Regions from separate parts of the Zea mays genome. Here region 1 is linked to region 2. Evidence: chromatin contacts called from public Hi-C data. All regions are on one chromosome and are shown on one strand. The core of a region is the stretch at or near the end of the contact, and the rest is flanking DNA. Distances in the headings are between cores, read along the strand shown.

Region 1 (6,329 bases), core at 1,287-3,786, 230 kb after region 2:
AAAACCTTTACCCATTGGGTAGACGGGTACGAGTATGGGTTGGTACTACCCATACCCGTCTACCCGTGGGTAAAATATACCCGCATCAATAGCACTATAAACATCTAATAGAGTCCAACTTAACTAGAATAAAACCCTTCTCTAGTTATCATTTGTCTAGATACCAAGTTATGTAATCATATGAGTTGTTATATGTGAAATTGAAGTTGTTTTTATATGTTTATTTAATATTTTGAGTGATTCGTATATTGGAATTTAATTCTTTCCTAGCGGGTACGGGTTACCCAACGGGTAAAAATACCCGCGCGGGTACGGGTATGGGTAAGATTTTATACCCGCGAGTATATATGGGTAACCCGACGGGTAAAATTTTTTTTGATGGGTACGGGTATGGAATGGTACTACCCGACGGGTATGTACCCATTGCCATCCCTATGCACCGGACAGGTCCTGTAGACTGTCCGGTGCGCCTTCTGGCGCGAGCCTGACATCTGCGCGCACTGTAGCGCATTTAATGCGGTTACAGGCGACCATTGGCGCTGAAGTAGCCGTTGCTCCGCTGGCACACCGGACAGTCCGGTGCTACACCGGATAGTCCGGTGAATTATAGCGGAGCGGCCTCCAGAATTCCCGAAGGTGAGCAGTTCGGAGTTGGAGTCCCTGGTGCACCGGACGCTGTCCGGTGGCACACCGGACAGTCCGGTGCGCCAGACCAGGGCACACTTCGGCTGACTTTAGCTCTCTGTTTTTGAATCCTTTCTCGGTCTTTTTATTGGTTTGTTGTGAACCTTTGGAACCTGTAGAACTCATAATCTAGAGCAAATTAGTTAGTCCAATTATTTGTGTTGGGCAATTTAACCACCAAAATCAATTTAGGAAAAGATGTAAGCCTATTTCCCTTTCAACTGGGTCCCGACATGTGGGTCCAGGGACATAAAGAATATGATGCTTGGATCCTTTAACATCTGTTGTCGAGTCCATCCTCTTGCGCCCTGACGCCCAAGATCTGCGTATCCTTGGTGTACAGGGGAAGCTTCTAGCGGAAGAGAATATGAGTATAGCGCGCCGCTCAGCACAGGCATACTGTTCACCAGCAGACCCAGCAGGCGGGCTGTCTGCTGGATGACCTTGACGCCGCCTGCCAGCGGATGGAACGGGACACATTTAATGCTGAGAGGGCACGTCGCCCGTCAGTGCAGTGGCAGGCGGCGCGTCTTTTCCTCGATAAATGCAGGGGCTACACGGCTTTTCGTCAGGATTGGCCCGGTAGCTTATGTCATGGGCCACAAGCAGCGGGTCTCCGCCTGAGAGGGAAGCGGAGGCGAGGCCCGCACACGTGTCCTTCTCGCTCCGGGACCCTGCTGGAGTTCGGACTTACCCGAAGGCTCCGGACTCGTATATAGGGGTCTGGTGTCCTTTCGTGGGGGTCCGACCTTACTGAGATGTGGTGTCTTTCCCTGCCACGTGGCGTCCTTTGGCCTGCCCACCCGGCGGGGTCAGGCGCGGTCCTCCGCGCGGCTAGAGGACGTTGCATGGGTGTGATGCCTTCATGCTGCAGGAGAGGGTACTCCTGATTTAGGGTACCGACAACTGCGATAGGCGCAGCGCGCACAACAGGCTGTTGTCCGCCCGCACTGTTTTCCGTAGCAGGAAAGGAAGGCCAAGGGGAGGGCGTACTTGGTGGTTCTCATCGCCGACGAAGGGGGTCAAAGTAGTAGCGACGGCCGGCCTTTGTGGGTGGGGGATTGTGTGCTCGCCAGTCACCGTCTGCCGCTCGTCCCATGTGGCGGTGATGGCTTTCCTCACCATCGCTGCAGATCCTTCAGGTTGCAGCGATTGCAGGACGGGGGCGAGGCAGCTCAGATAGGGTAGGAAGAGGAGGTTGCGCGAGTGTCTGTTGCGGGTCAGGACATGATTGACGAACGTGGAGGAGGGCGTGGGTTTGTGGATCTGCCACGGTGGGGGATGCGATTGAGAGCGGCTCTGGCATGGTGGCACCACATCTCCACCACTGTACGATGGAGGATGCTTGATTGTGGCGACTGCCATGGATGGAAGTGAGTGGTGGGGGAGGCGCAGACTGCGGGGGAGGCGCGGTAGGGGAGGCGATTGAGAGGCGACCGCCATGGATGGAATGGTGCGGTGGGGGAGGCGCGGATTGTGGGGGATGCGTGGTGGGGGAGTCGATTGAGAGCAGCGTAGGCGTGGTGGGAGCTCATCCGTGTGATGAGGAGTGGAGGGAGGGTGGACGCCTATAACGAAACATTATATAGTAGTCAGTAGAGATAAAAGTTGTCAACTGTTCGCTATTGTTCTCTGATTTTGTTTGATTAGTAAACCAATCTTGCATTGAAAATTTGAAGGCTCTTTGAACACAGTAATTTCACATGAATTGCTAGATGCCGTTTGGTCACTGGGCCCGAGGCTCGGTCGCTCGGAGGTGCCAGCTGCTGCTTGGTCACTGGGCCCGAGGCTCGGTCGCTCGCGGTTCGAGACGAAATCCGGCTGCGAGTGCTCCAAACCGGTTGGCTCCGCTGCTTCCGCCCGGCCTGCGGCCGTTGCCGGAGGCGCCCGCAGCATATCATAAGTTCCTTTCTTCCGCCGCAAGAAGCCCAGCCACCGCCACCTGTTCGGCTTCCTTGATATAACCGTCCATCTCGATTCGATCCGCCTCGTCACTCACGAACGCACGAATTCACCAACCAAACTCCACTGTCTCCAACTCTCCATCGCGTCTGCTACGCCTCTCCTGCAGGACGACCAATGGCTTCCAGGAAGTTCTTCGTGGGTGGCAACTGGAAATGCGTAAGTCCCCCTAGGACCCAGGCTCCAGGCACCACCGTTCTCTCGATTTGAATTCGACGTTACGCAGAGTTTTGGTTTGATCTCTGATGGCATCCGCTCCCCCGTGTGCAGAACGGTACTGGCGAGGACGTGAAGAAGATCGTCACCGTGCTCAACCAAGCCGAGGTGCCCTCTGAAGACGTCGTCGGTGAGTCGTCTCACTTCTCATGGCATCATCTCTCCCCGCGTTTGCAGTTGCGGGCCTGTGTCGGTTGTGGTTTGGTTTTTGACTAGACCGATCTATGTGCTGATCTCTTGGTTGGCTGGAACTCGGGGAGGTGAGCAGAGGTGGTGGTGAGTCCGCCTTTCGTTTTTCTGCAGCAGGTCAAGGGGCTGCTGCGGCTGGACTTCGCCGTCGCAGCGCAGAACTGCTGGGTGCGCAAGGGCGGCGCCTTCACCGGCGAGATCAGGTTTTCTTCTCTCTTTTGCTTTGACCTGTCATGTTTCAGCGTGGTAGAAGTTCAAGCGCATCTAATTTTGTCTCGGTCTCTCGGAGGAGTATAGTGGTATGAATTTTATGCCCATTTAGTTCCTCTGTTTTTTCGTGGAAATGTGGCTTGATTATGTTAGAGTCTTAGAGAGGTTCTAGATTTGTTCATTGGGCAAGTTTGGCATGCTTCATGAAACGTCCGGATGATTTTGAGTGTCAAGATCTTCAATGCTTTCATATTTGAGTCAAGTAATTGCACTGAATCTCTGTATTTGCTCATGTATTGGATCTGTAATGTCCATAGTGCTCTATTTCGTTGATCCAAGTCACTAGTGAAATAATAACTGGAGTATTTCTTCCAATTGACTAATATGTGTCAGTTTTCTTGTTTCAGTGCTGAGATGCTGGTAAACCTGCAGGTGCCCTGGGTCATTTTGGGACATTCTGAGCGCAGAGCTCTGTTGGGTGAATCCAGTGATGTGAGAACCTTTTAAACTCAAGTTGCTGTTGATTTATTTTAGCTGACATGATCTGATTTATCTTCTCTATTGACAACTCACATTCCTGTGTTATTTTGCTTGATGCTTGGAAGAATCTGTTGTCTGGTTTACCTATTGTATACATTTAGGGCTAGTTTGGAAACCTCATTTTTTCAAGGGATTTCCATTTTCTCATGGGAAATTAGTTCATTTTCCCTTGGGAAAATGGAAATTTCTTGAAAAAATAGGGTTCCCAAACTAGCCCGTATGTGTTATTATGCTAGATGCTTGGAAGAAAACGTCATGAAATAATGGAATTGTTTGAAATGATTTGAACTTTTAATGCCACATTTGATTCTCTCCTTAACAGTTGATCAATTTACTATCCTATCAGCATCTAGTTTCAAAAACTTGTGGCCACTGGAACCAGATTTTTCCTTGGTGATACAATGACTGTTGTTAGGCTGAGATGCCTTTTCACATTTGTGCAGTGCTCTGAAATCATGCTAGTATATTCAGATTCTGCACTAACAGGGTTGATAACCATCTACTATGCCAATTGCAAGATATAACTATCCGAGTTTTCATGATATAGATTATGTGTTGTGTTCTTTTGTCAAGCCATCTAAACCTGTACCTGCTTCTGTTAAGTCTTCTGTATTTTTTAATTACTTTTCTTTATTTCAATTCATGGCAGTTTGTTGCTGATAAAGTTGCATATGCACTCACTCAAGGTCTCAAGGTAATTGCTTGCATTGGTGAGACCCTTGAGCAGAGAGAGGCAGGAACAACAATGGATGTTGTTGCTGCACAAACAAAGGCTATTGCTGGTAACTTTTACAGTTTTACTTGCTGTTATATTCTGATCATCTTATGTTTTTAACTTATTCCTGCTTCTGTTCAGTATAGGGTTCAGGATGCATATGCTCTCTTAGTCCTTTTTTTACTTTATTAAATAATAAAAATTTTGGTGGTGGGGTTGATGTATTTGTGTGTTTGTGTGTGAATTGGACACAGAAATAAATCTGAAGCTATTGTCATTTTAAAAAAGAACTACGCTATACATGATACATATATTTGTACCTGACACCATTTTTTAACACTTCAAACTTTTTTAGCTTCATGTGCTCATTCTAGCTGCTGCTTTGAATTTTATTCCTTCACGCAGAAATGAGGGACTTCTGAATTTCTCTAATTCACTGTTTACTGCCTCTCCTTTTGTTTTGCAGAAAAAATATCAGATTGGACAAATATTGTGTTGGCATATGAACCAGTTTGGGCTATTGGTACCGGCAAAGTTGCAACTCCTGCTCAGGCTCAGGAGGTATAGCTTCTTATGCACGAGCAATAACTGCATGATTTTTTTTCCACATCGTAGATAGTTGCTTCCATTTGTGTCTCCCGGTATTCTTGATTTACATATCGATATCAATGTTCTTAATTCTGCTTTGTGTATCATTTGAGATGTGCATGGTATTGTAGGTTCATGATGGTCTGAGAAAGTGGCTCCACTCCAATGTTAGCCCTGCAGTTGCTGAATTGACAAGGATAATTTATGGAGGTAGCACCACTACCAATATTTTTAATTGTGTTGCATCTCAGTTCTTTACAATATGTTGAAAACCCTGCCACAAATAACTAAATGTCTTATTCAAATGTCACTCGAAGGGGTTACAAACCCTGGGAAATGAGGGGAATCCCAAGAGGATTTATGTTTCCAAACTAGCCCTTAGGACTGGTTGTGGAACCGGGAAACTAAGCATAACCTATTTTTGTAGAATGTCGAATTCTTGCATACAGTTCACAGTTAGCTTATCATTGCTCTGAACTAGGGTTTGCTACTGTGTATCACAAACTCTTGTGTTCCCTCTCCAGGGTCTGTAAATGGAGCTAACTGCAAAGAACTTGCAGCTCAACCAGATGTTGATGGATTCCTTGTTGGTGGAGCCTCATTGAAGGTATCATCTTTGTGGTCATCCTTGTGAAAATATATATATGGCTAGTTTGGAAACTCTATTGTACCAAGGGATTTCTATTTTCCCAAGGGAAAATGAGCTAATTTCTCTTGTGAAAATGGAAATCCCCTGGGAAAATAAGGTTCCCAAACTAGCCCTAATTGAGCCCTTTTTCAGTCCATTAGAAACTACCAGGAGCTAGTACCACAGTCACCAAAATTTGGTACCACTGTTAATCATTGGTACCTCTTGCTACGTTTTTTGGACCATAAAGATGCTCTATACAATGAAATCTAAGTAGTCAACTTAAACAAAACAATGCATGAGCAGAGCTATTCTTGTGGACTAGTTTGTAGTGTGTGAAACATTTGTTCATAAAGTCAACTGAAGGCATCGCCGTATTTAAACTTAACCATTCTGACGTCTATTTTTCATTCTATACAGCCTGAATTCGTGGACATCATCAAGTCTGCCACTGTCAAGTCTTCATCTGCCTAGTGTTTTGACTTTCAATGCACCTGGATGCTTGTCGTACTGAATGCTGTTGATCTTTTAAAGCTATTGCCATTTTACCATCTCGTTTTGGTATTCTAGCTCCAGTGCATCGTTTGTATATCATCA
Region 2 (6,407 bases), core at 393-2,892:
ACGAGGCCCGCGAGCTCGGCACGAAGCCCGCTGTTTGGGTCCGGTCCGAGCCCGGCACGGCCCGGTTATATGCGGGCCCGGGCCGGCCCGGCACGAATAAGCGGGCCGGGCTCGGACAGGAAATTAGGCACGGTGGGCTAGCCCGGCACGACCCGTTTAGCTCTAAGCCCGTTAAGCCCGCTTTTTTACACTAAACGTGCTTTTCGGCCCGCTTTTTTCGTGCTAAACGGGCCGGCCCGGCCCGTTTAGGCCCGTTGCGGGCCGGGCTCGGACAGGAAATTGAGCCCGCGTGCTTAGCTGGCCCGGCCCGGTTTTCTAATCGTGCCTGGCGGGCCGGGCCCAAAACGGGCCGGGCTTCACCGGGCTCGGGCCAGACCGGGCCGGGCCGCCCGTTTGGACATCTCTAACTCAGAGTTAGTCGTCGTTCAGATGGATTGACTTTTTTTAAGCCATAAATCAGGTTGACTTTTTTTTGACTAAATAAACAAGATCAATCCAAACAGATGGATTCCTCAATTTGATGACTATTTCAAAACTACGTAACAAGAGTTAAATACATGAACGACCTCTAAACTTCAAGGAATGCTACTTCATTGAACTTCGTAATAGTCCGTGTGATCTATAAATATACGTCTGATGTAACATTTTTACAAGTTAAAAATGTAAATGTGTGGTATAAGTTTAAAGTCCTAAAAATGCATTTTTAAAGTTCGTAGACCAAGTGACAATTGATTTGTTGTAAAAAGTTTTGATGTAATGACTCGGAAAATAAGAAGATGAAAATTTTGATTGGATTTGACCTAACATCTACATGTAACAAAGATTTAAGGAAAAAAAAGTCGATGAAAGCTCGGGATGGTACATGTTGCCCCCAAGCTGTCACCGTTTAGAGTATGGAGCCTCTTCTAAATGTCTTCTACAAAATTTGCAGCTATATAAGTTTGGAAAAGAGAGTTTAGAGGCAAAAGACAATGGGAGCCTCCTAGCGTATTTTTCTAAATTTAATCTACGCTATACAGTTTTGTGGTTTTCAGACTGTTCGAACTGATGTAGCTGCAATACAAAACATTATAGAAATAGTAGAAAATAGTACGGTTAAAATGTTTGCTGGAGGTCTCTCTTTTATTTCCCTCGAGAAATGGAACAATATTAACTAATGACAACTGCAGGCTTTATATTAGACTTGATTCTTAAGCAAAGCATGCACTTGCTTAGGTGCCTCTGTGCATATGCATGTATCCGACAGAAAGCTCGTTTTTCATGCCGATGTGCGTATCCAAAACGTGCAACCGAAAGCTCGTCGTCGTTGCGGCCACGTGCTCTGGTCTTCCAGAGGTTTAAGCGGAGACCAGAAGGCATGGCCGATAACAATACAGCATTTGAACGCAGCTACGCCCTAGCTAGCTAACTAGCTCCTGTGGATTCACTCACGAAGCAAGTGATGTCCACACGCATTCGGGTCTGAACGAACGCATGGCAGAACCTCCGAATTCCCGGCGTTCTTCCGGATAACGGTCAACGATAACCATGCGTGTTCTTGTTCCAGCATAACATATAGTTGTTTTCAATAAAGCAGGGCCGAAATAGGTATGGTCTAACGAAAACGAAAAGAAAGCAGGAGTAAAATCGGAAAGCCTATAAAATGAAATGAGATATCCTGCCGAAATCGGTACTCGTGAGTCCCGATCTAGGTTGTAGTGGTAGAAACTCTCAAACCCAGTGGGTTAAGCAACTTAACCTCGCACTGAGCCCGGACAAACAGATAACACGAGGTCGCTTAGTCTATCTCCAACTATTTCTCCTTCCAAATCCCCCTATTTATACCTTCTATTCATATTTAAATATCCCTTCCTCATCCATTCTTGATTCTTCCTCCTATTTTTTGTCCTCTCCAACCAATCCATCCATTCAACTTCCCTTCACTCTTTAACTGAATTATTTATCTTTTATATATCAGTTTTGGAATTTTAAAAAATAATACTATATTTGTAGTACTATAATACACATTGTTATATATTAATTATACTAAAAATATTGATTTTACAGTTAAAGCACTAATTAACGAAACGGGGAGATGTGCAGTGGAGCACGTGGTCACATGCGCTAGCCCGCACAATGGGCTCCGTTGGAGCGGCCAGCACTCCATTCCTACACCGGCCGAGGGACAGGAGGAGGAGGCCGGTGTGGTGTTGGAGACTATCTCCAGCAAATTTTATATCTCACTCTTTATTTTAAATTTTATTTTACAAATAATATAATATATAGTGTAAAATAATATTTTATACCGTCATTTGCACTATTGTTAGAGATGAACTTATCTCCACTCCCCACCCGACCCCGGAAATAAAGAAAGCTCACGCTTCAACCAACGCTGCGTGCGTCCCCTTCAGCTTCAGGTAAGCGCGCGCCTACCATTCGGACCAGGCATTCCCACGGGGCGACCGTGTCTTCCTCCTCGGTCACACACCATCGCCGTCGCCACCTCTATCTCCTTCTCCGTCTCTCTTATCTATTCTCTGCAGGGGCATCAGCAATAAGTTCGCGGTCGCCTTTCTCTCCTCTCTGCCCCAGGGCGAGAGACCTAAGCCAGAACAGCACTACCACCACCGCCGGTATATAAAGAGGCTCCCTTCGTCACCCGTACCGGATTACCAACCCAACCGAACCTGTACCGGGCGGCGGGCGCAAAACCGCGTGGAGCACCAGCGAGGCATCGGCCGACAGCGTTGAAGCTCTACCTAGCGGGATGTATTTCTTCATGTCTGGTAGTATAACAAGCCACTGAGGAGAGCGGGCACGGAGCTTCGATCGAGCAGTGGCGTTGCAGCACCTGAGCGAGAAAGTGAGCTGAGGCTGGGAGAGGGAGGGAGGGGTCATCACAGTTCATCCATGGTTGTGCTTGTCCAGAAGCCGTGGCTGCCCATCGACCTGCGTCTGCCGGCAGGGCCGCAGGCGTCGCTGGGCATCCTGGCGTTCGAGGCGGCGGCGGCCATGTCCAGGCTGCTGTCGCTGCACCGGTCATTGTCGGACCAGGAGGTCTCCCGGCTGCGCTCCGACGTCATGCGCTCGCCGGCCGTGGCGTACCTCAACTCCACCGACCAGGCGTTGCTCCTCAAGCTGGCCTGCGCCGAGTTGGTCGTGTCGCTGGACGCCGCGGCCGCCGCCGTCGCACGCCTCGGCCTGCGGTGCGGCCTCGACTTTGGCGGCGTGTACGCCTGCCTCAAGGCCGGCGCCCCCGATGCGCGTCTTGATCCGCTCGTGGCCAAGGGGCTCAGGGTCAAGGCCAAGAAGATGGAGCGCCTCGTCGCCGCCACGGCCAAGCTCTGCTCCGAGATGGAGGCGCTCGACGAACTGGAGTCCGCCGAGCGGAAGATGAGCGTCCAGGGCTGGAGCCGCCTCAGCGGCCCCATCCCGCAGCAGCCACAGGCGGCGGCCCAGCAGCAGCAACTGTTGGCCAAGGATTCACCCGGCGCGGAGTCGCTTCGGCAGGAGCTCAAGACGCAGCAACTCAAGGTGAAGCGCCTCAAGGAGGAGTCCCTGTGGAACGAGAGCTACAAGAAGGCCGTGGGGCTCATGGCGCGCGCCGCCTGCGCGGTGTTCGTACGCATCTGCTCCATCTTCGGCCCATTCGTCCCCGGCCTCCCGCCGCCGCTGCCGTCGGCCACCACGGACAGCGTCCAGACCCGGCTGTCGAAGCTGCTGCACCCGCGATTGGGGAAGACGAAGGCGTCGTCCGGGCCGATCACGCGTCGGGACGGCCCCTCCCACCGCGTGCACCCGCCGATGAGCAGCAACTCGTGCCCGATCATCGGGCGCCACCTGCCTGGCCACAACCCCCACACCAACTGGCGCAAGCTCCTGGACGCACCGCCCAGCACCGTCGGGAGCGCGGGGCTGGACCAGCAGTACGCGAACGTGATCGCGTCCGCGGAGGAGCTGCTGCGGATGGAGGCTGAGGGCCGTCAGGAGGAGGCCGCCGCAGAGCGCGCCGAGATGTACGAGATGCTCCCGGCGAAGCTCCGCGTGGCGGTCCGGTCGAAGCTCCGGGAGTGGTGGCGCGACCCGGGCCCGCTGGACGAGGCCCTGGCGCGGGGGTGGAAGGATGCGGTGGACCGCATCATGGCGTGGCTGGGGCCGATGGCGCGCGACACGCTCCAGTGGCAGGCGGAGCGGAACATGGACCGGACGCGCCGGTTCGACGGCGCGCCGCGCGTGTACGCGCTGCAGACGCTGCTGTGGGCGGACAAGGAAAAGGCCGAGGCGGCCATCGTGGAGGTGCTCGTCGCGCTGAGCTGCATCTGCTGGTACGAGGAGCGCCGGAGAGGCTCCGTCCGTGTCGGTTGAACCGTTCGACGCCTTCTTGCCCTCGCTCGTCCGGATCGGACGCTTTTTCTCCCTTCTGCGTTTGTCAAAGCTTTGATTTGGAGAGTTGATATTTTTTTGAGCCAGTAGTAGTATATAAGAAGTAGAAGTTAGAACGGAGGCGGTGATGCGCTCGGCTCAACGGATGGCGAAAACACAAGACTGTACTATCACTATCAGCAGTAACAGTTGAAACGAAAATTGGTTTTCACGTTGGGGCCTGTCTCCCTTCTCTCATCGGTATCGTGCCGGTGACAGAGTCCGGTGTACAGAAAGTAAGGATTGTGCAATATACCAGCGGGTGTTTGGAATCAAAGTATTTTTATAGTTTTGAGACAAAACTATGATAGTACTTTTTCCAAAAATGTTTGGCTACCTTGTAAAAAACTCTATTTTGAATACCATGGTTTTATAGATATCATGATATTTTTGGAGTTTCTGAAACTCTACTCCAACTCAAAGTTTTTTGTGTATGACTAGCTTCTTGCACGTGTATACTAAATACCGTTGTTGGTGTTTAGACCTGAGGATCTCACCAACTAGTGAAATGATATTGTGTGCCCTAGTTCAGATGGGTGATGCAAAATAACACAAGTCGTTTATCCTGGTTCGGGCTAGAGAAAGCCCTACTTCTAGCAGAGGAGGGATGAAACTTATATTACTAGCACCTAAGTGCTTGCAGTAGTGAGTACAAGCTGACGAGGAGAGGAAAGGATTCCAAATCCCTGGAGTTGATTGAGGCTAGTGCCAATATCACCATGGAGGAAAAAACAGTGAAGTGTTTGCCCCCTGCTTGAAGCCCTGGATGTTCTATTTATAGCCCCAAGTAAGGTCTCTAGGGGTGCCTGGGTTTGTCGCGTACGGTGAGGAGTCGAGGTCGAGCCCCTATAGTCGGTACGACCTGTGGTATGATCCTTGTACTCGCTGTTGACTTATGCCCGATGGAGACGTCTGGTTCCTGTATTTGAATCTTTTACTACGCAGAGAGCCGAGGCCAGGGCTAAGGGATCGCTCAGGTACCCGAGTGGAGCTAGCCTGATGGGGAAGCTGACCATGCAGTAGTGGTTGGAGTAGTGCTGAGTATGGCAAAGCGCCTTCGGTAGTATGATAGCTCTGTTGTTTCTGGTGACGTCGGACGTTCCTTCATTGGTTTTATCAAGGCCGAGGCTGGGCTCGGGCGAGCTAGGCGGAGATCTTCCCGAGGTTGTTGGGAGCAGGTAGCAGAGGACAGGCTCAGGCGAGGCGGAGTTTGTTCCGAGGCTGAGGTCGGCTTCGGGTGAGGCGTAGTATCCTCCCGAGGAACAGCTCACGCTTTGTCGTTTGCGTGTCCCATTAGGGGTTGACAGGAGGCGTGGGGGAACAGTAGCTGATGTTGCTTAGCATGCATCACTATAGTCGGTGAAAGTTGATGGGACCACAGTCTTGTCGCTCTAGTTCGTATGCGACGTTGCATGGGGTAGGTATGCGCATTGAATGCTCATGTCATCTACGGCCTTTGGCTGAGACCTGGCTCGGGGTTGTCTTTCTTGCCCGAGACGAGCTCGGGCAAGGCGGAGATGGTAGTTCCGTGGAGAGGGGATCTTGGTCGGGACGAGGATTTTCCCGAGTACATACCTGTTCCGCAGGCTCGGTTGAGGCGAGTTTATGAGTGACCACCGAGAGGGCCTCAGGCAAAACGTGGTTTACCATTTCTTGATCTCAGGGATTGTGTCTGACGGTGGTATTGGGGTTAAGCATGTATTATGGGCGTAATCTAGGTGATCCTAATTACAATACCCGAGAGTAGCCCGAAGTCCTCCAAGGAATTCGACACTTGTGTGGAGGCTTTTTTGTTTTCGTGTGGGTATTTCAAGTGGTGCTACATTCAACCTGTTCACCAACTGCTTGACATGTACTTGGTGGAGCTCAGTTGTTGAGATAGCTATCATCATCACAGTTCCATGGGATCCTAGCGACCTCCACGACAATGACTTGGGGACAAGTCGTATTTTTAAGGAGGGGACAATGTCATGTACCAGAAGCGATGATGGGCTCAAAGGAGGCAT

What was found. Hi-C and Micro-C count contacts between places; a contact is called where the count stands out from the background.
Region 1: a Hi-C map of endosperm shows a contact between it and region 2, with 2.0 times the contacts expected there. The contact joins the promoter of LOC100280823 here to the promoter of LOC103636505 in region 2. A contact is called at or near these places in 4 of 25 Hi-C or Micro-C datasets (bundle sheath, ear, endosperm and 1 more).

The regions. Positions count from the first base shown.
Region 1 is chr8:175,242,813-175,249,141 of Zm-B73-REFERENCE-NAM-5.0, forward strand. It overlaps LOC100280823 (triosephosphate isomerase, cytosolic), which reads left to right and starts at 2,537. Exons shown (of 9, transcript NM_001153743.1): 1 at 2,537-2,805; 2 at 2,917-2,992; 3 at 3,131-3,254; 4 at 3,669-3,753; 5 at 4,451-4,583; 6 at 4,983-5,077; 7 at 5,236-5,314; 8 at 5,629-5,711; 9 at 6,153-6,329. The coding sequence starts at 2,764. The coding sequence ends at 6,206.
Region 2 is chr8:175,008,965-175,015,371 of Zm-B73-REFERENCE-NAM-5.0, forward strand. LOC103636505 reads left to right here and starts at 1,643. Exons shown (of 1, transcript XM_008658847.4): 1 at 1,643-4,786. The coding sequence starts at 2,890. The coding sequence ends at 4,344.